Linked DNA regions of Pan troglodytes: all the other regions are linked to region 1. The links are chromatin contacts, called in public HiChIP or PLAC-seq maps. All regions are on one chromosome and are shown on one strand. The core of a region is the stretch at or near the end of the contact, and the rest is flanking DNA. Distances in the headings are between cores, read along the strand shown.

The links. HiChIP or PLAC-seq counts read pairs in DNA pulled down with a chosen protein or histone mark.
Region 2: an H3K4me3 HiChIP or PLAC-seq map of stem cell-derived excitatory neurons shows a contact between it and region 1, with 17 times the contacts expected there. The contact joins the promoter of RBBP4 here to the promoter of BSDC1 in region 1. A contact is called at or near these places in 1 of 7 Hi-C or Micro-C datasets (induced pluripotent stem cells) and 1 of 1 datasets of contacts at active chromatin or transcription factors (stem cell-derived excitatory neurons).
Region 3: an H3K4me3 HiChIP or PLAC-seq map of stem cell-derived excitatory neurons shows a contact between it and region 1, with 14 times the contacts expected there. The contact joins the promoter of FNDC5 here to the promoter of BSDC1 in region 1. A contact is called at or near these places in 1 of 7 Hi-C or Micro-C datasets (stem cell-derived neural progenitor cells) and 1 of 1 datasets of contacts at active chromatin or transcription factors (stem cell-derived excitatory neurons).
Region 4: an H3K4me3 HiChIP or PLAC-seq map of stem cell-derived excitatory neurons shows a contact between it and region 1, with 4 times the contacts expected there. The contact joins the promoter of NHSL3 here to the promoter of BSDC1 in region 1. A contact is called at or near these places in 1 of 1 datasets of contacts at active chromatin or transcription factors (stem cell-derived excitatory neurons) and 1 of 1 other capture datasets (stem cell-derived neural stem cells).

What each region holds. Positions count from the first base shown.
Region 1 is chr1:198,575,960-198,582,602 of NHGRI_mPanTro3-v2.0_pri, forward strand. BSDC1 (BSD domain containing 1) reads left to right here and starts at 5,034. Exons shown (of 11, transcript NM_001243957.1): 1 at 5,034-5,061; 2 at 5,325-5,385. The coding sequence starts at 5,051.
Region 2 is chr1:198,310,875-198,318,394 of NHGRI_mPanTro3-v2.0_pri, forward strand. RBBP4 (RB binding protein 4, chromatin remodeling factor) reads right to left here and starts at 5,108. Exons shown (of 12, transcript NM_001246374.1): 1 at 5,000-5,108; 2 at 4,261-4,408. The coding sequence starts at 5,015. ZBTB8OS (zinc finger and BTB domain containing 8 opposite strand) reads left to right here and starts at 4,644. Exons shown (of 7, transcript XM_063783364.1): 1 at 4,644-4,704.
Region 3 is chr1:198,095,585-198,103,104 of NHGRI_mPanTro3-v2.0_pri, forward strand. FNDC5 (fibronectin type III domain containing 5) reads left to right here and starts at 3,243. Exons shown (of 6, transcript XM_009453148.3): 1 at 3,243-3,503; 2 at 5,161-5,276; 3 at 5,770-5,968; 4 at 6,316-6,405. The coding sequence starts at 3,266.
Region 4 is chr1:198,223,028-198,229,986 of NHGRI_mPanTro3-v2.0_pri, forward strand. NHSL3 (NHS like 3) reads right to left here and starts at 2,343. Exons shown (of 7, transcript XM_003307954.4): 1 at 1,983-2,343. The coding sequence starts at 2,217.

The DNA.
Region 1 (6,643 bases), core at 3,784-6,283:
TTCCATCTCAGCCTCCCAATATGCTGGGATTACATGAGTCACCGTGCCTGGTCACCTTCTTCATTTATAAAATGTAGATTAAAAATAGTTCCCACCTCATTGAGCTTTTGGGAAGGTACACTGTATAAAGTGCTCACCCCAATGGCACCGTTAGATCTGTTAACAGTAGCATTTAATCATTTGATCACATCATCTTCACAACACAAATCATTTCCTTATTCCAAACCTCTGGTGACTCTCCTCTGTCCATGAATTTTAAGTCCTGCATTCAAGGCTCTCAAGAATCGAGATGTTAATGACCTTTACAGCCTCACGTCCATCCTCTCTTTTCCTTTTTCTTTTTAGCTACTCCAGATTGCTCTAAATTAGTCCTGTCTTTGTCCTCACTCTCCTTGCATTTATTCTTTCATTCACTGAACAAATATCGAGTGTCTATTATGTACCAAACACTGTTGTAGGTGCTAGCCGTAGACAGGTGAACAAGACAGACAAAAATCCTGCCTTCATTGAGGTTGCATTTCTAGTCTGAAGGAGGCAAACAATTTTTTAAACAAAGTATAATATACAATATGTCAGAGAAGAGAAATGGGGGTGCTTGTTATGCAACTTGTGATTTTAAATAATGTGGTCATGGTGAGTAAGAAGATTATATTCAAGTAAAGATCTGAATGAGGTGAAAGTTAGAAGCACATAAATATCCGGAGGTAAGTGCAGTCTAAACAAAAGGAACAGCAAGTTGAAAGGCCCCAAGTCAGGAGAGTCCCAGAAATTTTCAGGGAATATCAAAGTAGCCAATGTGTCTGGAGCAGAGTGACTAAGGGGGCCAGTAATGTGAGGTCAGATCAACTATACGGGGCCTTAAAGGAGACTGTGAGGACTTATTGGCTTTTTCTCTGAGTGAAATAAGAGGACATTGCAGAACTTTGGGCAGAGGAAGGCTGTAATCTGGCATGTATATACATATATATATATATACACATATATACATATATACATATATACACATATATACATATATATACATATATACACATATATATACACATATATATACATATATATATATACACACACGTTTTTCTTTGTTTTAAAGACAAGGTCTCTCCATTGCACAGGCAGTAATGTAGTGGCATGGTCACAGCTCACTGCAGCCTCAACCTCAAAAAATTAGCCAGGGCTGGGTATGGTGGCTCATACCTGTAATCCTGGCACTTTGGGAGGACGAGGTGGGTGGATCGCCCAAGGTCAGGAGTTCAAGACCAGCCTGACTAACATGGTGAAAACCTGTCTCCACTAAAAATACAAAAATTAGCAGAGCGTGGTGGTGGGCACCTGTAATCCCAGCTACTTGGGAGGTTGAGGCAGGAGAATCGCTTGAACCTGGGAGGTAGAGGTTGCAGTGAGCCAAGATTGCTTGTCACTCCAGCTTGGGTGATGAGAAAGAAACTCTGTCTCAAAAAAAAAAAATTAGATGGGCGTGGTGGCATGCGCCTGTAGTTTCAGCTACTAGGAAGGCTAAGGCGGGAGAACTGCTTGAACCCGGGAGGCGGAGGTTGCAGCGAGCTGGGATCGTGCCATTGAACTCCAGCCTGGGTGGCAAGAGCAAAACTCCATCTCAAAACAAGCAAACAAACAAAAAAACACCAAATATCTGTTTGAGTACTTGCCTTCTATTCTTTTGGGTATATACTCAGAAGTGGAGTGCTGGATCATATGGTAATTTCTGTTTAATTTTTTTGAGGAAATGGCATATTGTATTCCATACCAATTGCATTCCCAGTGACGTATGTCTTTTAAAAGATTACTTTCAGGCAAATGAAGACTAGACTTAAGGAAGGCAAGAGTGGATGCAGAAATATTTGTTAAGAGGCTCTTGTAATTAACCATGAGATTGATTATGGTAGCTTGTATCTACATAATAACAGTGGAGGTGGTGAGAAGTCACTAGATTCTGGTTTTGTTTGAAAGGCAGAGCCAACTGGATTTGCTGATGGGATTAGTTTGGGAGTATGAAAGAAAGTGAGAAAGCAAGGATGACTCCTAGGTTTTTGGCTTGAGCAACTGGAATAATGAGGTTCCATTTACAAATGTGGGAAAGTTTGCAGGAAGATGAGGTGGATAAATCAAGAGTTTGTTTTGGGACATGTTAAAAATAATACACCTATTACACATGCAAATAGACAAAATGAACCTGATGTTCAGAGAAAATGTATGGGTTGGAGAGGAAATTTGAGAGCCATCAGCATATACATGGCATTTAAAAGTATGAGATTTGTAAGATGGCTCACACCTGTAATCTCAGCACTTTGGGAAGCCAAGGTGGGTGGATCACTAGAGGTCAGGAGTTTGAGACCAGCCTGGGCAACATAGTGAAGCATTGCTAAAGAAAAATTAAAAGTAAGGCAACACAGGGAGACCTCATCTCTATTTAAAAAAATAATAATAGCTGGGCTTCATGGTGCATGCCTGTAGTCCCAGCTACTCAGGAGACTGAGGCAGGAGGATTGCTTGAGTTCAGGAAGTCAAGGCTGCAGTGAGCCATGATCGTGCCACTGCACTCCAGCCTGGGCAACTGATACAGTTTGGCTCTGTGTTCCCACCCAAATCTCATCTTGTAGCTCCATAATTCCCATGTGTTGTAGAAGGGACCTGGTGAGAGATGACTGAATCATGGTGGGGGCGGGTTTTTCCCGTGCTTTTCTCATAATAGTGAATGGTTCTCATGAGATCTGATGGTTTTAAAATCGGGAGTTTCCCTGCACAAGCTCTCTTGTCTGCCACCACGTGAGATGTGCCTTTCACCTTCCTCCATCATTGTGAGGTCTCCCTGGCCATGTGGAACCGTGAGTCCAGTAAAACTCTTTCTTTTGTAAATTGCCCAGTCTCAGGTATGTCTTTATTAGCAGTGTGAAAATGGACTAATATGGCGACAGAATAAGATCCTGTCTTAAAAATAAAATAAAATGGGCCAGGAGCAGTGGCTCACGCCTGTACTCCCAGCACTTTCAGAGGCCGAGGTGGGTGGATCACCTGAGGCCAGGAGTTCAAGACCAGCCTGGCCAACATGGTGAAACCCCATCTCTACTAAAAATACAAAATTAGCTGGGTGTGGTGGTGGGCACCTGTAATCCCAGCTATTCTGGAGGCTGAGGCAGGAGAGTCATTTGAACCCAGGAGGCAGAGGTTGCAGTGAGCCAAGATCATGCCACTGCACTCCAGCCTGGGCAATAGAGTGAGACTCCATCTTAAAAAATAATAATAAATAAAATCATGAGACTTTATGAGAATATCTGGGGAATGACTATAAACATCAAAAAGGAGGAGGACACCAAGGGCTGAGCCTTCTCCCAGGGAATATCCCATTCCAGCAACAAGAAGGCAGTGAGAAGACAGCAAAGAATACTGAGATGCCAATGAACGGGGAAGAAAGTCAAGAGGGCATGATGTCCTGGAAGCCAAATGAAGAAAGTGGTCAACTGTGTCAAATAAGATGCGGATGTAAAACAAGAACTGAAAAGTGGCCATTCCTCTTGGCGACCTTAAGAAAGTTATGTCAGGCTGGGTGCAGTGGTTCATGCCTGTAATCCCAGCACTTTGGGAGGCCAAGGCGGGCAGATCACCTGAAGTCAGGAGTTCGAGACAAGCCTGGCCAACATAGTGAAACCCCATCTCTACTAAACATACAAAAATTAGTCGGGCGTGGTGGTGCACAACTGTAATCCCAGATACTCGGGAGGCTGAGGCAGGAGAATCGCTTGAACCCGGGAGGCAGAGGTTGCAGCGAGCCGAGATTGCACCACTACACTCCAGCCCGGGCGACAGAGCAAGACTCTGACTCAAAATAAATAAATAAATAAAATAGATGTTTCCGTCTTCCACAGGGAGGACCAAAAATAAATAAATAAATAAAATAGATGTGTCCGTCTTCCACAGGGAGGACGTGGGATGGTGGCGGAGCTGGCTGCAGCAGAGCTACAAATAAATATAAAATAAATAAAATAAATAAATAAATAAATAAAGTTATTTCAAAGGATTGTCTGAGAGGCAAAAACCTAACTGCAGTGAGTTCAAGAGAGAATGGGAGGAGAGGGGAGTTGCAGACTGTGAGTAGGCAACGCTTTTGCTGTAAAGGGGAGTAGGGAAACGGTGAGGGATATAGAGAGGGCTGGTTTTTGTTTGCCTTTGAGATGGGAGAAACAGCAGTACGGATGATGACAAGGATAATGCAGTCATCAGAGGGAAAAGAGATGAAGGGGGGATTACTAGATCTATGTCCTTAAGCAAACAAGAGGCGATGGGATCTACCGCACACGTGGAGGGGCTGACCTTAATTAAAGTCCAAAGTATGTGGGCTGTGGAATCTCCCTTCCAATCGCAGTAGAACTCAATCCAGGCGGTCTCCGGATTTCTCCAGACCACCTCCACCTGGCGTTGTTCTGAGCTGGGCCACCGAAAGTTGAGATTACTGAATGTGTGTGTCTCCCATTAACCCGTAAGCCCTCCAAAGGCTGCATCTAAGTCGCCTCTGAATTCTTCACATTCCTCCAAACTCTGGGCCACAGCCCCGCAATATGGGCTTATTGAATTAGCCCAAAGAGACACAAAGCAGCCTCTACGCAGCTGGTTTCACAAAGGGGGGCGGTCCTAACCCTGCGCTCTGGGATCCTGACGTTGGAGCTATCTCTCCTCCTCCCCTCTGCTCCCAGCTCTCCGCAGTCCAGCTTGTCGGCTGATCATCGTCCATAGAGGCCACCGTACCCGACGTTTGCGGACAGTGACAAAGAGTCAAGCTTGGTGAAGGTGGAGCCTGAGGGCAGGACTGAATGAAGATTGAACTGAGAGTTCAGGGGCGGAGTTTGAGGGCGAACTCGGGACAGAGACTGGATAGAGTTCAGGGAGGCGGGGCCTAATGATGGCGCAGGGAGGGGATTGGGCTGAGGGCGGTGCCGGCGCGAGGATTGGGCCGAGCGCCTCGGGGGCGGTCCTTGAGGGGGCGGTGCCGTGTCGGAAGTCAAAGGTCAGTAAATAGTGGTGATGTCATGCAGGCAAGATGGCGGAAGGGTGAGCTTGTCGTTTTGCTCCTAGGCGTTGGGGCCTGAATTCTCCCAGGGTTGGGGTGCTGGGCGAGAGTCCCGGTGGGGAACATGAGATCAGCGGGGGCGTGGACTGATCTGAAAGGGCAGAGTGGAGTCGCATTGTGAGGGGGTGGGCAAGCGGTCTGCGAAGCCTCGGCCCGCAGGGTACATCTGAGGGGGGAACAAACCGGATCCTTGGGCGGGCAGGAATCGCACCGCGGTGCTGCCAGATGTGTCTGTCTTCCACAGGGAGGACGTGGGATGGTGGCGGAGCTGGCTGCAGCAGAGCTACCAAGCAGTCAAAGAGAAGGTAAGCCGGGCCCGTGCCCTTCTTCCCTCAGCAGGGCCCTGCGCCGCCTCAATGCAACCTGGTCCAACCAGCCCCGCCCAACTTTTGCGGGCGCTAAGTCTCAAGGATGAGGCTGACCTGGGCCTTTCTTTTAGCCTCTACCGGTCCACGGGAAGACAGACCTCGACGCAAACCAGTGTGATACTAGCCACAGTGAAATAAAGGTGGTTTTAAAGGCTGGAGTTAACGAACGTTTTGTAGGAATCCATAGGAAGGAGCAATTTATTCCAGCTCAGGAAATTCAGTTTCTTCGTGAAAGAGCATTTGATACAGGTCTTGAAGGAAAAGATTCTAGCAATAAAAAAACTTACTCGTATAGTCATTCAAATATTAGAGTATATGCGACAACCAGCACTCTGATAGGTCTTGAGGATACAGACTTCAGCCAAACAGATGTAATCCTGGGCCTTACAAAGCTCACAGTCTAGTGGGGAGACAGCCATTAACCGAGTAGCCAAACAAATAGTTGTTTAGTTACCGTTGTGGTAAGTTCTGTGAAAGGAAAGTACAGGGGCACCTTGTCTATTCTGGTTAGTCAGTAACTCACCAGGGAAGGCCCCTGTGGAGAAGGAACCTCATCAAGGCCAACCCTGCCTAGACAGGATGAAAAGCAAGAACCCAAGCCAGAGATGAGCATGAGCCATACACACTGGTGCCTGATGAGTTCTAAGTAGGGGCTATGCAACGGGCAGTAGAGAGAGAGAGATTAATCACCAGAGAGTGGAAGGCCTTCTTGCTGAACAATCTCTGTGGGATGAGTGATATTTGGCTGTGCCAGTGGGTAATTTGCCAATGTGTATTCCTGTTTCATTTCATGCTTATTTGTCAAAATCAGCCCAACTGAATTGTGGGAAAAGTTGATTACTATTTACCTCAAGCAATTGGGATGAGTCCTGCTTCAGGGCCGACTCCAGGAAGCTTCTGACCTCACCTAAATAAGTCCTCTACTCTGGGAGTATTTTTGTTTTGTTTTGAGACAGAGTCTCACTCTGTCACCTAGGCTGGAGTGCACAGGTGCGGTCTCAGCTCACTGCAACCTCTGCCTCCCAGATTGAAGTGATTCTTGTGCCGCAGCCTCCCAAGTAGCTGGGATTACAGGCATGTGCCACTACTCCTGGCTAATTTTTGTATTTTTAGTAGAGACAGGGTTTCACCATGTTGGCCAGACTGGTCTCAAACTCCTCACCTCAGGTGAGCCACCTGCCTCAGCTTCCCAAAG
Region 2 (7,520 bases), core at 3,858-6,357, 270 kb before region 1:
AAACAAAACAAAAAAAACCGGCGGCTGGCTAATCCCAGCTACTTGGGAGGCTGAGGCACAAGAATCGCTTGAACCCGAAAGGCGGAGGCTGCAGTGAGCAGAGATCATGTTACTGCACTCCAGCCTGGGTGACAGAGAAAGACTACTTCCTGTCTCAAAAAAGAAAAAAATAAATAAAAGAAAGAAAATTAAACAATTTGCCTAAGATCACACAGCTACTAAGTAACAAGTATGCTGAAGCCCAAATCTGACTTCTGATATGGGAAAGCACAGTGGGAGAGAAGGCCGATTAAAACTGACTATTTAGTGTTCTGAATGCCGTCTTAAGGCATTCTGTACTCCACACTGGGTCAAGGGCATCCACATCATCTGGGAACTTGTTAGAAACGCAAATTCTCACATCTACTCCAGACCCATTGAATCAGAAACTCTAGAAGGTGGGGCACAACTAACTGTTTCACAGTACCTCCAGCTGATTATGATGCATATAAACTTTTGAGAACCCCTGGCCTAGATGGGAAAGATGCTACACAACCAGAATTCACTGGGGTTTATAAATTGACTGCCTATAAAATGGAGAAAGAGAAAATGTCAAACTAAAGCCAATTATGATGAAAAGAAATAGGAACAACAGGAGAGAAAGTTGGGGTAAGGCCTTCACGTAAGGAATAATTCCATTTACAACATGTCAAACTGGGGAAGCCAGTAAGATATACCAGGGAAGACACGGGCAGGCAGAAGAAAAATCAGGAAAAGCTCTGGAGAAGTTAGGTCTAAAGATATCAATAGGAATTCTTCTGCACAGATGTCACAGGCAAAGCTTTGAGAGCTTCTACATTACACTGAAAAGAAATGAAGAGAGATATGAACAGAAAATTGGAATTACCTGTATGTAGAAGGTTAGACAAGAACCAGAAAAAGAATGAAGGAGAGGACAGTGTTACAGAACTACAACCGTGGTTTTTCTTTCTTTTTAAAGGGGGGAAACGGATCTGGGTAAACACCAGAAAAAGAACACACACAAAAGTAAACACTGCATCAGGGCTGCTTGCTTGTAAGTAATCCTCATCTTAAAAAACAAAAACAGGGCCAGGCACGGTGGCTCATGTCTGTAATCCCAGCACTTTGGGAGGTCAAAGTGGGAGGATCACTGGAGCCCAGAAGTTAAAGAACAGTCTGGACAACATAGCAAAAAAATTTTTCAAAAATTAGCCAGGTATGGTAGCGTGTGCCTGTAGTCCCAACTATTCCAGAGGCTGAGGCAGGAGGATTCCTTGGCCCAGGAGGTCAAGGCTGCAGGGAACTCTGATTGTGCCACTGCAACCCAGTCTGGGCAACAGAGCAAGATCCTGTCTCAAAAACAATTTTCAGCCAGGTGCACTGGCTCACGCCTGTAATCCCAGCACTTTGGGAGGCCGAAGTGGGTGGATTACCCGAGGTCAGGAGTTCGAGACCAGCCTGGATAACATGGTGAAACCCCATCTCTACTAAAAATACAAAAAATTAGCTGGGCGTGGTGGCAGGTGCCTGTATAATCCCAGCTACTTGGGAGGCTGGGGCAGGAGAATCGATTGAACCCAGGAGGCGGAGGTTGCAGTGAGCTGAGATCATGCCACTGCACTCCAGTATGAGTAACAAGAGTGAAACTCCGTCCTCCGTCTCAAAACAGCAACAACAACAAAAAACAATTCTCACATTATTTATCTAGATTTGCTAATGCAGAAAACTACTAAGATGACAGTACAGATTTCAGCCTTGGGGAATTAAGTCTTTAATTCTTGCTTTCGTAACCTAGCTAGTCATTCTATTATATTACTTGGGAAGTTTCTGAAAAGTAGGGGTTCTAGAATGTTTAGTGGGTATGGGATGGCCAATATTTGTGATCCACTAGTCCAATAAGCACAATTTAGCATATGACTATAATAAATGTGGAATCACCATTCCAGTACACTTCTCATTAAGTACTCTGCCACAAGTTCTTTTTCTTTGAGACAGGGTGGCAATCCCTAGCTCAGGCTGGAGTGCAGTAGCAGGATCACAGCTCAATGCAGCCTTGACCTCCCAAGGCTCAGGTGATCCTCCTGCCTCAGCCCCCGCCGAGGAGCTGGGACTAACAGGTACGCACCACCATGCCCGGATAATATTTGTAATTTCAGTAGAGACGGGCTTTTCACCATGTTGCCCAGGCTGGTCTGGAACTCCTGGCCTCAAGCAATCTGCCTGCCTCAGCCTCCCAAAGTGCTGGGATTACACGTGTGAGCCACCATGACCAGCCCACAAGTTCTTAAATGGTTTGAATTACCACTGAAAACTCTTGACAGAAATGATTCCAATTATCCTGAATTCCCCAAGCAATTCTGATGATCAATTGCATGTGGGAACTCCTGGTCATGATAAAGAAGCTTCTAGGCCGGGCGCGGTGGCTCACGCCTGTAATCCCAGCACTTTGGAAGGCCGAGGCGGGTGGATCATGAGGTCAGGAGATTGAGACCATCCTGGCTAACACGGTGAAACCCCGGCTCTACTAAAAATACAAAAAATTAGCCAGGGGTAGTGGCCGGCGCCTGTAGTCCCAGCTACTTGGGAAGCTGAGGCAGGAAAATGGCGTGAACCCGGGAGGCGGAGCTTGCAGTCAGCGGAGATCACGTGACTGCACTCCAGCCTGGGCAACAGAGCGAGACTCCGTCTCAAAAAAAACAAAACACAAAGCAGCTTCTAACTCCCAATTTCTAGGTTTTTACTATGGTTTTGTGTAACATCCCTAGGACACATTTCCCTATTTTTCCTTATGCCACTGTAAAGGTAGCAGCCTCATTCTTAAGTTACTAGTATAATTTCTGCGAAATTTCTATCATTTGTTGAGCTACATCATAGTCTAATAACATTTTGCAATTATCTTAACTTTTAAAGATCCAAGTTTTGAAGGAATTTACTTAGCACACAATCGCTTTTGAATGTTATTCAGAAAACTTAGTTTTGTACCAGAAAATCCATTATTCCAAATGGCACAATGGTCTTGTTAAAACTATGTTAATATCATCTAAATTTACCCTCCTCTTTGTTTTTTGCATTGTCATTTCTTCCTAAGAAATGAGGCAAATTGAGGCAAATTTTCCTTCCTCTGATAATTTTATCTGTACCACTTTTATGCTAATTATAACTAATTTGGATCCCCGATATGTAGCACCAAATACAGCCCCAATAAATGCAAACTATTTTATCCCCTCTACTAGAGATAAGCTACCTACACGTAAGAAACATGGTATTAATCTTTATAGCCCTCATTATGCCCAAACCCCTTATAAGAAAGCCATTCCACCTTCAGGTGTTTTCTAGGTACCCTAATTATCTCTCTACAACTGCTGTCACCATATATAACTATAATTATTAGTTTATATCTGCCACTTCAACTAGACAATGTGCTCCTTGAAGGCAGGTACCATGACATACTACGAGAATTCAAATTAAGTTTTGTTGAGGCCAGGTGCAGTGGCTCACGCCTGTAATCCCGGCACTTTGGGAGGCAGAGGCGGGCGGATCACCAGAGGTCAGGGGGTTGGAGACCAGCCTGTCCCACATGGTAAAACCCCGTCTCTACTAAAAAAACAAAAAAATTTAGCCAGGTGTGGTGGCAGGTGCCTGTAATCCCAGCTACTTGGGAGGGCTTAGGCAGGAGAATCGCTCGAATCTGGGAGGCAGAGGTTGCAGTGAGTCGAGCTCGCGCCACTGCACTCCAGCCTGGACAATAGAGTGAGACTCCGTCTCAAAAAGAAAAACAAAAAAGTTTTGTTGTAAGGACTAGACTCATAGTAATACTTTTTTCTTTTTTTGTGTGGGGGGCAGTAGAGACGGGGGTATTCCCAGGGCTGGTCTCCAACTCCTGGCCTCAAGTAAGCCTCCTGCCTGGGCCTCCCAAAGTGCTCAGATTCCAAGTGTGAGCCACTGCTCCTGGCCATAATACTTTTTGAAAGTTGACAAGTTTTGTACTATTATTTGGTACAGCCACTATTATTACAGGTATTATCATCAGCTACAGCTATTTAATTCAGTATTGAGAAAAAAACGCCAATATGTTTTCTCTTGTCAGGTAAGTTACAAAATCATTTTGTTATTTTGCCTTACTTTGTGGCCTAGAAAAAATGTCACCAAGAGGTTTTGATCACATGCCTTCTCCGGGTGACTGAAGAGCGGAAAAAAGAAAATCAATGAGAAATCTACACTGAAAATACATCAAAATAACGTTCGGGAGAGTCATGTCACCTGGTTACATCTGGAAGCCACTGGGCAGTTAGGCTGGGCCACTCCAGAGCATGGGTCATCACCAAATCATAAAGAAAAGGGGTGTTCTTTTTCCATATTTTGTATTCCTCGTTGATCACTCGTTCTTCCACTGCGTCGTCGAAGGCTGCTAAAATTTTTAAAAACAAATTTAAGTTAGCAAACAAACGGAAACCGAGTAATCCTCTGCAAAGCCACCTGCATGACTCCTACATCCTAACCATGAAATGGAGGTGATTTGTCTAAATCCCCACGGCAGAGGCATGCACACTCTCCACTTTCGCGGCGCCGAAACTCCTCGGGCCATCCCCGCCAAACACTCCGTTACCCGTTCCAGGCCACGGGGCCAGCCAGGCCTTCGGAGCACGCTCGCGCGCGCCGAAACTCACAAGCCGGACGAGGAGGCCCGAGCTCCGAGCCTTGTGGGTAGGAAGCGGTGTCCCCACGCTCGGGACAGAGGCCGAGAAACCGATATCGGAGGCAGGAAGAGAAACAAACACTGGCCGGGGGCCCCACCGCTGGCTTCGCCAGCTGCGACCGAAATCGGTCCCAGGGAACTGGCGAGCCGTTAGCCCGCCCCACGGGGAGTTCCCTCTTCACGCCTTCAGTACCGGGGACTGCACTCGGCAAACTCGGGCCTGCCCTCACTGTTAGGCCATGTCGAGGCCGCGGCTCAGCCCAGGCACCCACTGCCCTCCTGGGTCGGCCCCGGCACCCTCACCTTCCTTGTCGGCCATGGCGGACAGGCGAGCCGGGGGAATCCTGGGGTCGAGCGTTGCAGGAGGGGCGGGGAGGCTGCAAGAGCTCGCTCTGTGCGCGCGGCCTCTATTGTTTCCTGCGCCCCCAGCGCGAAGGCTGACTCGCGCACCTTCGCGCCAACATCAGCCAATCGGAGCGCTCCTAATGGCGGGATGGGCGGGGAAGCCGCGTTCGCGACCAATCCAGACGCGCGGAGTAGCTTTCCGCGGGGACCGAGGCGCGCGCTCCGCCCCTCCCCCCACGCCTCCCCGAGCCGACTTCCAGCGATTGCGCGCGCCGGCGTTGACGGGACTGCGCCCGGTCAGGGTCACGTGAGAGAGGTTTGGTCCGCACACTCCCGCGGCAAGAGGGCAGCCATTTTCTTGAAGGCTATTAAGCTTACGACCCTTTCAGAGTACTGAGATGAAAAATCTAGAATGCCTTCGGGTCTAATTATCAATTTTGGGGGTGAAGCGGGGGAAAAAACCTCGCCAGTCAGACCCAGACGGGTTTCATTCAAGGTGCCCTTCAACGTTTTTCGTTAGTCTTTGGAAAGAACTAGTAATGAAGGAAGCGCAGAAGATGGGGTTTTGGCTTTTTAAATATGCGATCCAAGCGGCAGGGTAGGGACTAAAGTAGGTCAACAGCCAACTCCGAGAAAGGAGTGTGGTCCTTTAAGGGTGTGCGCCAAGGGGCGGAGTCTAGAGCGGAAGTAGTAATTCCGGGCCGAAGTCCGGTGGATGAAGGGCGGAAGTAGAGTGTCTAATCCTGCAGTCATGGCGCAGGAAGAGGAAGATGTTAGAGATTACAATTTGACTGAAGAACAGAAGGCGATCAAGGCCAAGTATCCGCCAGTCAATAGGAAGTACGAGTGTGAGTAGGTGGCTTACTTCTCTCTTTACATGTAAGCACACAGGCATCCCCTCTCCTTACCTGCGGCTTCCTGCTGCTCTTTCTACTGTGCCCCATGGGTACTTCAGGCATGATCCCATTTGTGCCGGCTGTTGTAGTCGCGTTCGTACTTCTCCTGGGAATGCTGAAGGAAAAAGCCACCTGGTTTAATAGTCGCGAAACCTGGCCTCCCTCATTTACAGTCTCTTGAACTTCTTCCACATGTGTCTAATCACATTTATCTTCGTAAATTCTAAAGATAACCATATTTTCAGGCGTTTGCAGTGTTGCTACCCCCATGTATTTCCCAACGGTGAGATTAGAGTGTGCGAGGTTAGAGGACTCGGAAAGCTAATTAGGGGATTTCTAACTTGATGTTTCACCTCGATCATATTAGCAAAAAACCTGGTTTTGCCATTTATGATTGTGATTTTTAAAAATGATTATTTTAGGCCGGGCGCGGTGGCTGACGCCTGTGATCCCAGCACTTTGGGAGGCCGAGGCGGGCGGATCACCTGAGGTCGGAAGTTCGAGATCAGCCTGACCAACATGGAAAAACCCCGTCTCTACTAAAAATACAAAATTAGCTGGGCGTGGTGGAGCATGTCTGTAATCCCAGCTACTCGGGAGACTGAGGCAGGAGAATCGCTTGAACCCGGGAGGCGGAGGTTGCGGTGAGCCGAGATCGCCCCATTGCACTCCAGCCTGGGCAACGAGCGAAACTCTGTCTCAAAAAAAAAAATATATATATATATATGTGTGTGTGTGTGTGTGTGTGTGTGTGTGTGTGTGTGTGTGTTTTTAGAGATGGGGTCTCGCTCTGTCGTCCAGGCTGGAGTGCAATGGAGCGATCATAGCCCGCGCTGCAGTGTCCAGCTGGTTTTGCCATTTATTCGCTTAGTGACTTTAGGTAAATCACATAACCTATCTTTGTCTCTTAAATTCTATATTAAACGTTAAGCTGTCATCCCTAAAGGTAGCTGTGGTTTGGGGAGCACAAATCTGACTTTTATTTATCTGCTTAAAATCTTTCATTAATTTCTCATTGTCCTCTCTGTAAAATCTACTTATTTACCATAGTATTCTAGGCAATGTGCTTTCTGGAGCTGGCATACCTCCTAGCATATCCCCTTCTCTCACTTAAAAACAATTTAAAAATATTATAGGCCGTTTGCGGTGGCTCACACTTATAATCCCAGCACTTGGCGAGACCTACGTGGGTGGATCACCTGAGGTCAGGAGTTCCAGACCAGCCTGGCCAACATGGTGAAACCCCGTCTCTACTAAAAATACAAAAATTAGCTGGGCATGATGGTGGACGCCTGTAATCCCAGCTACTCGGCAGGCTGAGGCAGGAGAATTGCTTGAACCCAGGAGGTCGAGGCTGCAGTGAGCCGAGATCACACCACTGCACTCCAGCCTGGGCAACAGAGTGAGACTGTCTCAAAAAAAAAAAAAAAAAAAAGGCCTGGTGCTGTGGCTCACGCCTGTAATCCCAGCACTTTGGGAGGTTGAGGCGGGTGGATCACCTGAGGTCAGGAGTTTGAGATCAGCCTGGCCTGGCCAACATGGTGAAACCCCATCTCTACTAAAAATACAAAAATTAGCTAGGC
Region 3 (7,520 bases), core at 1,993-4,492, 480 kb before region 1:
AGCCTGGCCAACATGATGAAACCCCGTCTCTACTAAAAATAAAAAAATTAGCCGGGCATGGTGGTGGGCACCTGTAGTCCCAGCTACTCAGGAGGCTGAGGCAGGACAATCACTTGAACCTGGGAAGCAGAGATTGCAGCAAGCCAAGATCACGCCACTGCATTCCAGCCTGGGCAAAAGAATGAAACTCCTTCTCAAAATAAAATAAAATAATAACATGGATAAAGTAGGTGCTCAATTATTATATCCCCAAAGCAACTCCTGACCTCCTGATTCTTCCTGTGATTTGCAGGGCGGGTGAGGGGTGTCTAGCGACCACCCTTGACTGGGGCCATGACCATCCTAGGCTATAAAAAGGAACCTTCCTATTCTAAATGGGTACCCGGGGCTGGCTTGGGCACCTGCAGCCTGAGTTAGGTGCTGAGACTCTGGACACGCAGGAGGGTCCAAATGCTGGTGACCCCATTAGGTGTCAATGTGTAAGTGGCCGGCCAGCCCTCAAGGGGGTCTCTGTGGAGTCCTGTGAAGCCCAGTGAGTGCAGCTTGGGAGGACAGAGGCGCACCCTTAGTCCCTGCCCAGGTCCTCATGGTTTCATTCATTCTTTCACTGCTGTGTTTCCAGAATATTACACAGGGCCTGGTCCATAATAGGTGCTCAATAAACATATGATGGAAGAATGATTTTTTTTCCATACAGTCAACAATCATTTAATGAGCCCCAACTGCATCATAAGCCTTGTGCTAAGGGATGGGGTACATAAAGTGGCTGGGTTTTTTTGAGATGGAGTCTTTCTCTGTCACCCAGGCTGGAATGCAGTGGTGCGCTCAGCTCACTGAAACCTCTGCATCCCGGGTTCAAATGATTCTCATGCCTCAGCCTCCAGAGTAGCTGGGATTACAGGCACGCACCACCATGCCCGGCTAATTTTGTATTTTTAGTAGAGACAGGGTTTCACCATGTTGGCCAGGCTGGTCTCGAACTCCTGACCTCAGGTGATCCACCCACCTCGGACTCCCACAGTGCTGGGATTACAGGCGTGAGCCAGCGCCCTGGCCTGCAGTGGCTGCTTCTGACAGCTCCCTCCCAAGTTCACCCAGGGCTCCACTAAATCCTCCCAGCCAGCTCTCACTGGCTGCCAGATTCCAGGCACCAGGGCTTTCCCCAGAATTAAGGCCCAAGCACCCCATGCATCATGAGGACTGAGAAGGCTGTACCCCCACAGTCACAACTCTCCAAATCCTTCAAGCCCCCTCCTTCAGCCGCCTTCTCTCTCAAGCCCTCAGGCACTGCCATCTCCTCCCTCCCAATGCCCTACATCTATCTGGGTTTTACCCAAAGAGGCCAGCAGATGGCGCCAAGGTCCCCCTTTCCCCAGCGCTGGACTGGAGGCCAAGACCCCACCAGGACCCTCCCTCCTTTTCTCCCCTGCAGAGACGGGAGTAGATTCTGTGTCCTCTAACTGAACCCTCTCCTTCCTGCTGGTTCCTGTGATGGAGGCCTGAAGAGGCTCCAGTTGCTCCTGCGGGCCTCCTGGTTGTCTTCCTGTCTGATGGATGGGGGGTGGGGGGTCCCTAGGGGCTAAGCTGCAGCTGGTGGGGCGGGGCCGGGTGGGGTGGGGCAGGCAGCAGCTGCGGGGAGAAAGAGAGAAGATAATAAGGGGAGAGAAAGAGAGCAAAGAGAAAAGAAAGAGAGAGGTGCTCTGGCTCCGGGGCTCTTCTCCCAAACGGGTCGAGGTCCCAGCTGAGGCTCTCCCAGGACAAGGTATGTGGCTGGGGAAATGATAGGGCTGGGCAGTGTCACCCTGCCGAGTGGGGCAGGTCTGGGGGCACTGAGGGGATGGGCAGGAAAATTCTGCTGCTCAACAAGAGCCCCTAAGCTCGCTTCCATCTCACCCCTTCCAAGGTGACCAAGGAGGAACACAGGGCCAGCGAAGGAGTCCTGGGTGGGCATTAGGAGAGGAGGGTTGTCTATCGCTCCTCTTGACCCACTGTGTGAATCTGCACCAAGTTCTTCCCATCGGTAGACCTCACTTCCTTAATGTAAAACCAGGGGGATGGAGAGGAAGACCCTGAAGACGTTTCTGTGGCGGAACTTTGCAAGACGTCTCCTTTCCAAAGAAAATTAGCCCTTCCAGGGCTTCTGGAAAACCTTTAAGACCCAAAGGAATGCCCCGCTAGTAGTGGAATTTCGGATAGTCGTGGGAGGGGGCTCAGGGGTTCTTGCTGAGACAAAAGGCCCTGAGCCCTGGTCCATGCCTCTCTCCTCCACCTTGTTTTTCTGGCTGAGATGAGAGTAGGGGGCTGGAGCCACTCCCCCTCTCAGAGATGCTCTTAGATTGCTGCAGACTGTTTTCTGGCTGGGGAGGAGCTGGCCCCGGCCAATTCTAGAGTCTCAGGAATCTCCGGATGGGTGAAGTCACTCTGGGTGGGGAGACAGTTCAGTTAAGCACAGCTTTGGGAGTCAGATCAGCCTGTGCTCAAGTCCTGGCTCTGCTGCGGGTCCCTGGACAAGTCAAGTAGCCTGTCCAAGCTGCAGGTTCCTCCTGTGCAAAGTGTGCAGAGTATGACTTTACAGGGTTGCCCTGAGAATTAAGCCACATAATGCAAAGAAAGCTCAGCATAGTATCTGGCCCCTGGTAGACGCTCATTACTGCCCTCACTATGGGGATGAAAATGAAGGAAAAGGACTGGCCTGGGGTCACAGAGCTGGACTCTCCAGTGAGTCAGAGCAGCCTCTTCCCAACCCCACTGGAAACACGGAGCCCTGGTGTCCACTTAGCACTCTCTCCAGCTCTCCCCAGCCTTACTGTGATCTCTCCCTCTGCTCCCGTCTGCCCCAGCCGCAAGGCCTCGGGTCTACCGTGGAGTGAGGGGATCCCTAGGCCCAGGGAAGGGAGGCGCGCTTAGGGGTGGGGGCACAAACGGGCATCTCGGTGGCACTTGTCCTCTCTCTACCCTGGGAAAGGGCAGAAAGCGGCAGCCAAGTCAGGGCTGTGCACGGGAGAGAGAGTGACCGCGGCGGGGGCGCGGAGAACCCCGCCGGGCTCCCGCTCGGTGAGAGGGCGGGAGCCGTGGGTCCGCGAAGCCCCTTCCTCCCCGGCAGAGGACCTAATAGGCAGCGGGGGCGGGAGTGGGGGCGCCCTCCGGTCCTCACCCCGCCCCTGCACCTCTCCCCGCAGCGGGGGCGCCCCGCCCCCCGGGCGCCCGACGTGGACGCGGCCGCCGCCACCGCCGCCGCGCGGGAGTCGCTGTCCGCGGAGCCGACATGCAGGCGGCTCGGGGCGGCGCAGGGCGGCCGGGGCGGCCGGGCCGGCCGGGCCGGGGGCCGGAGCGCGAGCGCGAGCGGCCGCCGGGCGCCGGAGCCGCGTCCCCCTGCGCCGCCCCGGGCCTGCCGGCCGGAGGAGCCACCATGCACCCTGGGTCGCCGAGCGCCTGGCCGCCCCGCGCCCGCGCCGCGCTCCGCCTGTGGCTGGGCTGCGTCTGCTTCGCGCTGGTGCAGGCGGGTAAGGGGGCCCGGGGCGGGGGGCCGGTGCCGGGGCAGGCTCCTCTCGAGCCCAGCTACCTGGGAGTCCCCTGGTCCTTTCTCTGCCCCCTAGGGACTCCTGTCTCGGCCCAAACACTGCTCCCCTAACCCAGCCCCCAGCGTCTTCCCTACCTCCTTGACCCCCAGACCTGTCCTTCAGTTTCCAAATCTCCCCTGTCACCTCAGCCCTGGGTTTCCTAGGGTCTTGTGGTCCCCAGTCCCCTAATCCCATTCCCCTAACCCCAGGTCTTTGCCTCAGCTTCCCTAGCTCCCTTCTTTGACCCAGGGAGCAGCTGAGGACACCAGGTCCCCCATCTGGGCCTCTCTCCGTGTCCCCAGGACCTCTCAAAGCCCTGCAAGCCAACTCTGCAGGGGCAGATGGGGTCCCGCTGTACAGGAGCACGTGTGAAGGGGATGGGGGCTGGCACCTGAGGGCGCAGGGCGTGGGGTGGGCCCCGGCACCCCTGATCTGGTGCAGTGTCTGGCCTGCCCCATGGGGCCGGCCCGACCTTGCCCAGCCTCTCCTGCCACTCTGTCTTTGTCCCTCCTGGCTGCCGCTGCCCGGCTCATCTCTCCCTCCGTGGCTCGGGGAGCGCTCTCTCGCAGCTGTCTTTCTCAGATGCCCCACTTCTCTGTCCTCTGGTTCTGTGTCTGCCACCACCTGTCTGTGTCCTGTCTCTCCACCTCCCCCTCCGTGTCTGGCTCTGTCTCCCTCAGGTCCCAGGCCCAGCCCCCTGGGTCTCAAGTTCACTCTCTGTGGGGTGAGGGGTGCTGCTCAGGCCCAGCTCTGCCCCGTGCCGCACCTGCCCCTTGGAAGATACTGAGCCTTATGTGACTGCACTGCCCCTCTCCTGGACGGTTTTCCTCACTGACCCCCCACTATCCCTATCACTCTCACCCCCACTTCCCTCCTGTCTCTTCTGGAGTGATTCCTCATTCATCCTCTTCCCCTACCTGTTCTCTCCTCTCCACTCGCCATGGAGGGGCCCTGCTCTGAGTGACCCCATCTTCCCTTGCCACCTCCCCACCTGCATCTTGGGGCTGGAAGAGCATGGATAAGAGGCTCACACAGACTCTTCCCCAGGCTTTATTCTGCCTGGGCCATCACAGCTCTGAGGATACTTCTGTTCTCCTCACTCCCAGTCCAGGGCTCACCCCAGCCTGACACTTCTCGATCTCTGGGTCTTTCTCCTTCGTTCAAGGTCACTCATTGGACAGGACAGTATTGTCAAAAGAGCACTGGACTGGGGAGTCCTTTTGTCTGCTTTTCATCAGCTAACCTTCAGTTTCTGTCCACCTATGTCCCCTACATAACTCTCTCCACAACTCTAACCACCCATCCCTTAGATAGGGCCCCGGCCCAGGCCCATCACTTTGAGCCTTGGACCCCTCATGGGGCCGGCCTGTGGCCAGCAGGGGCTTCCATCCCAATCATGAGGAGCCTGGGGCCTCTTGGGCTTGGTTCTTCAACCCACTGAAGAGCTGAGAGCCATGTCACTGGACCCCACTTGAGGCCTTAGTTTCTTCCTTCCCCTCCTGCATGGCCTTCCCCAGGTTTCCCCTTCTTACTTATGAGACAGTGGGTCTGGGCCTCACAATAGGGGATGCTCAGGCTTAGGTGCCTCCCTGTTCCCCAGACAGTCCCTCAGCCCCAGTGAACGTCACCGTCAGGCACCTCAAGGCCAACTCTGCAGTGGTGAGCTGGGATGTTCTGGAGGATGAGGTTGTCATCGGATTTGCCATCTCCCAGCAGGTAATGCTCCACTGTCCTTAGGAGGGAAGGACACATCAAGACAGTAGTGGCGGATGGGGGTAGGAGTGTGGCGGTGGTGGTGATGGAGAAATAGAAAGGAAATAGGAACTTAGGGCAAGGGAGATGAACAGCAATTTGGACATATGTCTGAAAATTGGGGCCCCATTCAGACATATGTCTGAAAATTCTCTAGAAGAGAATCAGTCAGTGAGGGAGGGTTTGGGAACTTTCAAGTGGAACACAGAAATTAAGGTTTTGATCTCAGAGACATCTGCATTTAGGACCTAGCTCCAGTGCTTACTAGATGTGTGGCCTTGGGCAACTTCCCCAACCTCTCTGAACCTGTTTCCTTCCCTGTAAAATGGAGATATTGATAGCGGAGGTGATGGAATGATGAAGATTGTGTATGTAAAGGCTTTGTCACCACTGGGAGGTGGGCAGGAGCGGGGCTGGTCACCGAGTGTTGACAGCAGTGACCGGCGCTTCTCTGCAGAAGAAGGATGTGCGGATGCTGCGCTTCATCCAGGAGGTGAACACCACCACCCGCTCGTGTGCCCTCTGGGACCTGGAGGAGGATACGGAGTACATAGTCCACGTGCAGGCCATCTCCATTCAGGGCCAGAGCCCAGCCAGCGAGCCTGTGCTCTTCAAGACCCCGCGTGAGGCTGAGAAGATGGCCTCCAAGAACAAAGGCAGGCCCGGGTCACTGTTAAGAGGAATGGGGTGGGGTGAGGGGTGGTCAGGACCAGACCAGTGGGTGGCTTGAGGAAAGCTCTGTCTCCTCCCCCTTATCCCCTGCTGGCAAGTAAAGCAGTACCTGAGAGAGGGTTCACGCTAGTCCCTGACAAGACGCTGAGCATATAAACTCCCTTTAGACTTGGTCCTATCACTGCCACCCCAAGTAGCCATCAGTGCATTCTAGAATGTATGTTAGATGTGTGGGCACCTGTAGAAATCAGCACTGTTGTCTTGGGCTTGGCCCTAGAGGAGTGGCTGAGGGAGGAAAGGAGCGCTGGATCTAGTGTCTCTCTCCCTGCAGATGAGGTAACCATGAAAGAGATGGGGAGGAACCAACAGCTGCGGACAGGCGAGGTGCTGATCATCGTCGTGGTCCTGTTCATGTGGGCAGGTGAGTCTGGCCTCCGAGACCTTCTTCTTCCCTCAGACTCTGGGAAATGGAGGACTCTGACCAGCCCCTTCTCTCATGAAAAAAAGGGTAAGGGGTTTGGACATCTCTAAGGTGAAAAGTCTCCAAGTCCTGCCAACGACAGTTCTGGGAAACAGATCTGACCCCTTCTCTACCTCACTCTTCACCAAAAAACCAGCATATTGTTAGCTGCCTTATAGGATTAGATGAGTACTTGCCTTCGCCCTCCCTCAGAAGAGGTTCAGCTTCTTGGGGCTGGACACTTCCACAGGCCTTTTACCTCTGGTCATGGCCACAGCCTTTTTTTCCTCTTCTGGGGTGCTGTGCCTCCAGGGGTCCAGGCCTGGGAAGCTCAGGGGAAGTCACTGCCTGGCCTGGGGACATTCTCCTAACCTACTCACCCTTCTAGACCCAGCCACCATGGCTGTGAGACAGCCACCGTGAAAACTCCCTCAATCCATCCATTAGAATGGCCCTCCTGCTTCCACACCCCTACCGCATACTGTTCACTCCTCTCTTTAGCCCTTCTTTAACCCTCTCTTTAGCCCTTGTGTTAGTTCGTTCGGCTCATGTCTCTCCTTTACCTGTGGTCTGTGAGCTCCCTGAGAATGAAGACCAAGTTTTTTTTGTTTGTTTTGTTTTTTGAGACCCAGGTTGGAGTGCAGTGGTGCAATCATAGCTCACTGCAGCCTTGACCTCCTGGGCTCAAGTGATCCTCATGCCTTAGCCTCCTGAGTAGCTGAGACTACAGACATGTGCCACCATGCCTGGCTAATTTTTTATTTTTTGTAGAGATAGGGTCTTGCTATGTTGCCCAGGCTGGTAAAGGCCAAGTTTCATTCATCTTTGTACTCAATTCAACCAGCATTTACTGAACAATCACTCCAGCCCAAACAGTAGTGCTACAATCATGACTAAGAAGACCCCTCTGCTTGCAAAGAACTATCTGGGCAAAGCCAGGCCCAAACTTTTCTTTTTTCTTTTCGTTTACTCTTCTTTTTTCTTTTTCATTTTCTTGGGCTGAACTTAACTGTAATCCAGTGTGATGAGTGCTATGATAGTACCATGTAGGAGAGCAGAGGAAAGGGAATAACTGT
Region 4 (6,959 bases), core at 1,093-3,592, 360 kb before region 1:
GATCCCTGACCTCCCAGCAATCTCCTGTGTATCCCTCCTCCCCACCTCTCCCAATCTCCATTCTGAACATTCTCCCTGAAAGAGTTAAGCCTTCTGCAGGCTTCCCGTTCCTGGCCAGCGTTGCCAGTGGAGATTAGTGGGATCAGATTTATTTCTCTTAATAAACAGAAAAGAAGTTGGGCCAGGCAGGTGACAAGGAAACAGTTGCAATAATAGGAGGCTGGAGTAAAAGGGAACAGGACTTCCTCCAGTCATACCCAGGGCCACCTCCAGACCTGGAGAAACAACAGCCAGGGGCAAGGAGGTGTTACCCATGCACGTGGGCTCAAATCAGGCCGACATGCTGCCCAGAAAGCCCAGAGCCACCTGATACCAAACACAAGGCAAGAGGGAGGCCTGGCCACTGACCCAATGACCCCAAACCCAGGCTGTTGGAGCAGTGACCTACAGGCTCAGCTTTTCCAGCCCCCTGACTTCCAGGCTGGTCTCCCAGAGGAAAAAAGTCCACTGCCCTGGAGTATACACTGCTAGTCCACTAGCCTTCTGCCTGCCAATCCTGACAGTCTGACCACAATACATCCTGCTGCAATGCCCTCTTGAATGAGATGGGGATGACTTCAGACTGAATCCCAGTGGGGCAGCCCTGGGACAGACTCCATGTCCTGTTAGGACTGCAGAGGCTTTGGAAACACCCCTCACCCAAATCCAATCCTCCCTCAGGGTTTGGCCCAGTCACCCCAGCCCCAGCACCCTCACTTCTATTTGTGGCTGTGCCGCAGGGAAGCAGGGCCCTTATCCAAAAGGAAGATCAAGCCGGATACAATCACACATGAGGCTTTCCACCCTCTTCCTGACCCCTAAAGTGTTCCTTCTAACTCTCCCAGAAGAGGTGGTTAAAGGACACCGGGAGGGTAAACACAGGCAGAATGGGATGGGCCCGCACACCCAGCCATTTCCTCACCTCCAGCACTGCAGCAGCAGTCTAGGAAAGGTGGATTTCCCAGGACCGCAAGCCCCAAGGGAGCTCCACCCTCTTGCAAAGACTCAAGCCCTCCCCACCAAAAGGAAGACAGAAACTGGAAAATGAGGGAAGGCCCAAGAAAGGAACTGAAAATGACCCCAGCAGGGATGGGCCAGGTCGGCTTCCCTGCCTTTCAGGCTGCCCATCCAGGCCAGAGGAGGAGCCCAGGGGCTCAAATTCAGAAAGACTGAGAATTAGCTGTTGAATTTTAAGTACCCACCCCAGCCCAGGTACAGCCTCTCCACTGAGCTTGGGCCTCAGTTTCCCCCATCTGTAAGCACACTTCCGACACTGGCATGTTTCTCCAGGGCTGGAAGAAGGAGTGATAGGGAGGGGCGGGTTGGTTCACCTTGGTGAGCTCACTACCCCAGGAGGTGATGTTTGTGGCCTGGCCCAGGTGAGCGTTGAGGGAGGCCAGGTGGGAAAAGCCAGCACTGTTAAGAAGCTAAGGCAGGGCACACTGTGCTCCATGCGAGGTCCTTTGTGGGGCTGGAAATCCAGATCCAGCTGGAGCTGAAACTCTTTGTGAGTGCGGTTGACCTTCCAGACCCAGAGGGTCCCCACCAGAGACCCAAGGCCACCTGTCTCTCCCATTGGCCACAGGCCAGCGTTAAGTCTCTGACCCCCTGACTCAGCAGAGGGCAGAACCTGGGTGAGCCTGGGGGAGGGGGAATCGCCTCACCGCCCTGGAGTCGGGCTACCAGCACTTCCTGCTCTGCCAGGGGATCCCTGCCCCAGCCGGGGGTCCCCTCCCCTCACAGCGGGGCAGGACTGGGTCTGGAAAGTGCGGAAGGCAGCGCTGGGTGGAAGTGTTCGGACTCAGCCCTGGCCTCTTCGCTTTCCAGCACCAGCTCCTGGGGGTCACCCCCCTCCAACACGCCGCGCGCGGACCCCCGGCAGAGCCCCCTCGGCCGTACCCTCGACGCCCCCCCGCGCTCAGCCCAGGTGCCGACCGCCTTACCTCGGCCTTTGCCCTTGGCCCTCTTGGCCTTGTCCTCCGCCTTCTTGGCCCGGGGGGCGGCCGGTTCGGCGCCCTCGGCCCCCGCCGCCTTCTTCTTGCGCCGCTTGCCCCGCAGCCAGCTGAAGGCGCGGCGGAGGCCGGACGCGCCGGAGCGGGACTTCTTCCTGCGCGGGGGGCCGCCCGGGTTCCCCGGCTCCTCGGCCGCAGGTGCGGCGGGGGGCGCGCGGGCCGCCATGGCAGGCGGGGGCGGAGCGGGCGGCGGGTCAGGCCCCCTGCGGCGCGGTGCCCATGCCGGGGGCGGCCGCCGGGGACGCGCGCCCGGAGAAAAGTTTGGGCGGCGGAGGCCGAGCGGGCGCGGAGAGCGGGCGGCGGGAGCGGCGCGGGAGGGGCCGGCCGAGCGGCGGGCGGGGCGCAGGCCGGCGGGGAGGGAAGGAGCGGGGCGGGAGCGGCCGCGGGGCGGGAGCGGCCGCGGGGCGGGAGCGCCGCTGCCTGCGGCCCCTCCCCGCCTCCCCCGGTCCCGGCGGAGGGCGAGGTCCAGTCCCGAGAGGAGGGGGTCCCGGGAGCCCGGGGTCGTGCCCCCCGCTGGGGCCCGAGAGGGCGGGTCGTGGGGCCGCCCGGGAGGGGGCGGCACTGAGGTTCCGTCCCGCAGGGGGCACCGCGGGAGGTCTGTTCGGAAGAGGGTGGTATGGGGTGGGGACGGAAAGGGGAAGGGCGCAGGCAATGGGGAGCGAGAGGCTGGGGTTGGACCCCAGGAGACTTGGTATCCCAAGTTTGGGCTGGGAATAGACAGGGGATTCTGGAATATTTTTTCCTGGAATAAGGGAATTTGGAGAATTCCTTCCAAGCCCCGACAGTGTTGGGGCGCTTGCGCCAGGAATAGAGGCTTCAGACACGTCCAAGACCTGTGACCCGCAGTGGGTATTTCCCTCCCATCTGCTGACTGGGGTCGCCTCCTCGCTCTTTACCACACCTTCCAGGCTCCAACCATCTTCGGTGTGCAGCGGGGGCCCAGGCCCACTGTGTTCCTGCCTCACCCTTTGGTGGCAAGATGAGGATAGCCCTTCCTCCGTTTACCCTTGGACTAGGATTTGAGGCCCCAGGGCACTCCTGCCTGGACCAGGAGTTCCCACTGAGATGCTCAACACTAATTAGGGTTGAACTCTGGGCAGGTGAGAGGTGTGACTGGGAGGCTGGTAGGAAAGGAAACATTAAGAATCCTGAAATTGCTGTACTCATTGCCTACAGGCCTCTGGGTCTATTACAGCTGACCAAGCCCTTTTATATCATCTGATCCCACGACAACGGAAATGGAGGCCAGAAGGGGACAGAGGTGGTCAGCGGGAGAGGAGCCAAGATGGGCATCTGGGTTTTGTCTCAGGCTGGTCCAAGGCTTCAAACCCTAAGGACTAGAAATTGCGCTGGGGACCAGCTGTGGGTTCAGCACCCTTGAACCCCCTCCGTCAGTCCCCAGAAGGGCCTTGTGATGTCCATACCAGTGGGGTGGCCAGAATCACCCAATCTGACTCTGGTCACATGGCTTTCTCTTGGTCCTGGTCTCCACGAGGGCAGGGGCCCATTTGTCTGGGCCACCCAGCCCAGTCAGCCCCGGCGCACTGTAGATAGCACTCACCATAACATTGCAGGATTACTAGAGTGCAGTGGGATCTCCCTAACCTGCCTTAGCCCCCTGCATGTCCCCAGGGGCTCAGCTGTGGTGAACCTGGGACATCATTGACACTCTCCCACCTGGGGGCCCTGGGGCAGACCACCCAGTGTCCATGCTGGGCCTCAGTTTCTTGTCTAACCACGATTCATTCAGATCCAGCCCACAATCCCAGAGCACCCATTCTGGATCAGGAACCAGCCCTGTACTCTGGGTGCTCTTGGCCCAGCCTAGCACTCCTAAGAACCCAGCCTCTTCCTCTGTTAGTTGGTGAGGAAAGGGAATGTAGAGAATGCAGTTTTCAAGGGAAAAGTGTTACAGGTGCCAGGCATGGTGGCTCAGGCCTGTATTCCCAGCACTTTGGGAGGCCCAGGCAAATGGATCACCTGAGGTCAGGAGTTTAAGACCAGCCAGACCAACATGGTGAAACCCGGTCTCTACTAAATACAAAAACTTAGCTGGGTGTGGTGGTGCATGCCTGTAGTCCCAGCTACTTGGGAGACTAAGGCAGGCGAATCGCTTGAACCCGGTAGGCGGAGGATGCAGTGAGCCAAAATTGCACCATTGCACTCCAGCCTGGGTGACAGAGTGAGACTCTGTCTCAAAAAAAAAAAAAAAAAAAAAAAAAAAAAACTTATTAAGAATTTCAAGGCCTGCCACAGTGGCTCATGTCTGTAATCCCAACACTTTGGAAGGCCAAGGTGGGAGGATTGCTTGAGCCTAGGAGTTCGAGACCAGCCTTGGGCAACATGGTAAGAGCTCATCTCTCCAAAAAAAAAATTGTTTTTCATTAGCCAGGTGTGGTGACAAGTGCCTGTGGTCCTAGCTACTCACTCGGGAGGCTGAGGTGGGAGGATCCCTTGAGCCCAGGAGGTCAAGGCTATAGTGAGCCATGTTCGCGCCACTGCACTGCAGCCTGCAAAACAGAGTGAAATCTTGTCTTTTTGTTGTTGTTGTTGTTGTTTGTTTGTTTTTTTTTGAGACTGAGTCTCGCTCTGTCACCCAGGCTGGAGTGCAGTGGCACGATCTCGGTTCACTATAACCTCCACCTCCCGGGTTCAAGCGATTCTCCTGCCTCAGCCTCCTGAGTAGCTGGGACTACAGGCGCCCACCACCAAGCCTGGCTAATTTTTGTATTTTTAGTAGAGACGGGGTTTCACCATATTGGTCAGGCTGGTCTCGAACTCCTGACCTCAGGTGACCCACGCACCTCGGCCTCCCAAAGTGCTGGGATTACAGGCGTGAGCCACTGCGCCTGGCCTGACCTTGTCTTTTAAAAAAAGAATTTCAAGAGGCAATAGCAGGCCGGGCAAGGTGACTCACGCCTGTAGTCCTGGCACTTTGGGAAGCCGAGGCAGGTGAATCACAAGGTCAGGAGTTTGAGACCAGCCTGGCCAACATAGTGAAACCCCGTCTCTACTAAAAATACAAAAATTAGCCAGGCGAGGTGGCAAGTGCCTGTAATCCCAGATACTCGAGAGGCTGAGGCAGGAGAATCACTTGAACCCGGGAGGCGGAGTTTGCAGTGAGCCGAGATCACGCCATTGCACTCCAGCCCCGGTGACAGTGTGAGACTCCATCTCAAAAAAAAAAAAAAAAAAATTAGCCAGGCTTGCTGGCAGGCGCCTATATTCCCAGCTACTCAGGAAGCTGCGGCAGGAGAATCACTTGAACCCGGGAGGCGGAGGTTGCAGTGAGCCAAGATCATGCCATTGCACTCCAGCCTGGGCGACAAGAGCGAAACTCCGTCTCAATAAAATAAATAAAAATACAAAAAAACTAGCGAGGCATGGTGGTGCTTGTCTGTGGTCCCAGCTGCTCGGGAGACTGAGGCAGGAGAAACGCTTGAACCCAGAAGGCAGAGGTTATAGTGAGCCGAGATGGTGCCACTGCACTCCACCCTGGGTGACAAAGCGAGACTCCCTCTCAAAAAAAAAAAAAGGTCGGGCGCAGTGGCTCAAGCCTGTATAATACCAGCACTTTGGGAGGCCGAGGCGGGTGGATCACAGGGTCAGGAGTTCAAGACCAGCCTGGCCAAGATGGTGAAACCCCATCTCTACTAAAAATACAAAAATTAGGCCAGGTGCGGTGGCTCACACCTGTAATCCCCGCACTTTGGGAGGCTGAGGCAGGCGGATCACCTGAGGTCGGGAGCTCGAGACCAGCCTGACCAACATGGAGAAACCCTGTCTCTACTAAAAATACAAAAATTAGCCAGATGTAGTGGCGCATGCCTGTAGTCCCAGCTACTCTGGAGACTGAGCAGGAGAATCGCTTGAACCCGGGAGGTAGGGGTTGCAGTGAGCCTAGATCGTGCCATTGCCCTCCAGCCTGGGCAACAAGAGCAAAACTCTATCTAAAAAAAAAATAAATAAATACAAAAATTAGCCGGGCATAGTGGCGGGTGCCTGTAATCCCATCTACCTGGGAGGCTGAGGCAGAGAATTGCCTGAACCCGGGAGGTGGAGGTTGCAGTGAGCCGAGACTGCGCCACTGCACTCCAGCCTGGGCGACAGAGCAAGATTCTGTCTCAAAAAAAAAAAAAAAAGAGGCAACAGCAAAACATTCAACCAAGCACAGAGCCTTTCTGAGCATGGGCTATGCGTAACTACACAGTTTGCATGCCTCTGAAGATAGCCCTGCCAGTGTCTCATATAATTCCTCAGGGAAATTCCCCTCAAACTAGAATTTCCAGGAATCAACCCACAGATTGGATCCTCTGATTTGCACGTAGGGAGAGGAAGAAGGGAAATGAGGAGAGTTCAGGGTTTTATTCCCTTCACTGCTGCTGACTCCAGCACCCAGAGATTCTCACTTCTCATCCCCAGCTCGGGCCACCTTCAGACCAGCAGGCCCAGCTCTCCCTCTTGCCCCCTGGCCTAAAGGACAGACATGCTTCTGAGCCACCCAGGGAGGGCTAGCCTAGGAAGAGCTAGCCTGTGTCTCAGCTGTAGCTGAATCCTGCTCCCTGGAATAATGATTGCTCAGCTCAGCTACATGTCTTTGCTGGCCTTGCAGGCAGCGGAGGGAGCTGACTTCCCAGCAGTCCCTGTGGATAGGGCCCAAAGTTCAACCTGGAGCCAGGCTGTCACCTGACCAGGAAGGAAACTTCCAGCGTGTCCCCAGGGAGGAACCAGCAAAAACCAGGCTTGGGGCAGCATCCTAAGGGCCCTCCAACTTTGCCCCTCTGTTTGGGGAAAGCCCAGGACCACCGTGATGTTGCCCTCACACACACCAATCCCCCTTTCCACTTGGGAGACCTGCCTTCCACAGGAGCCAGCTTTGTCCTCTGCTGGGCCTGGCCTCCTTCCACA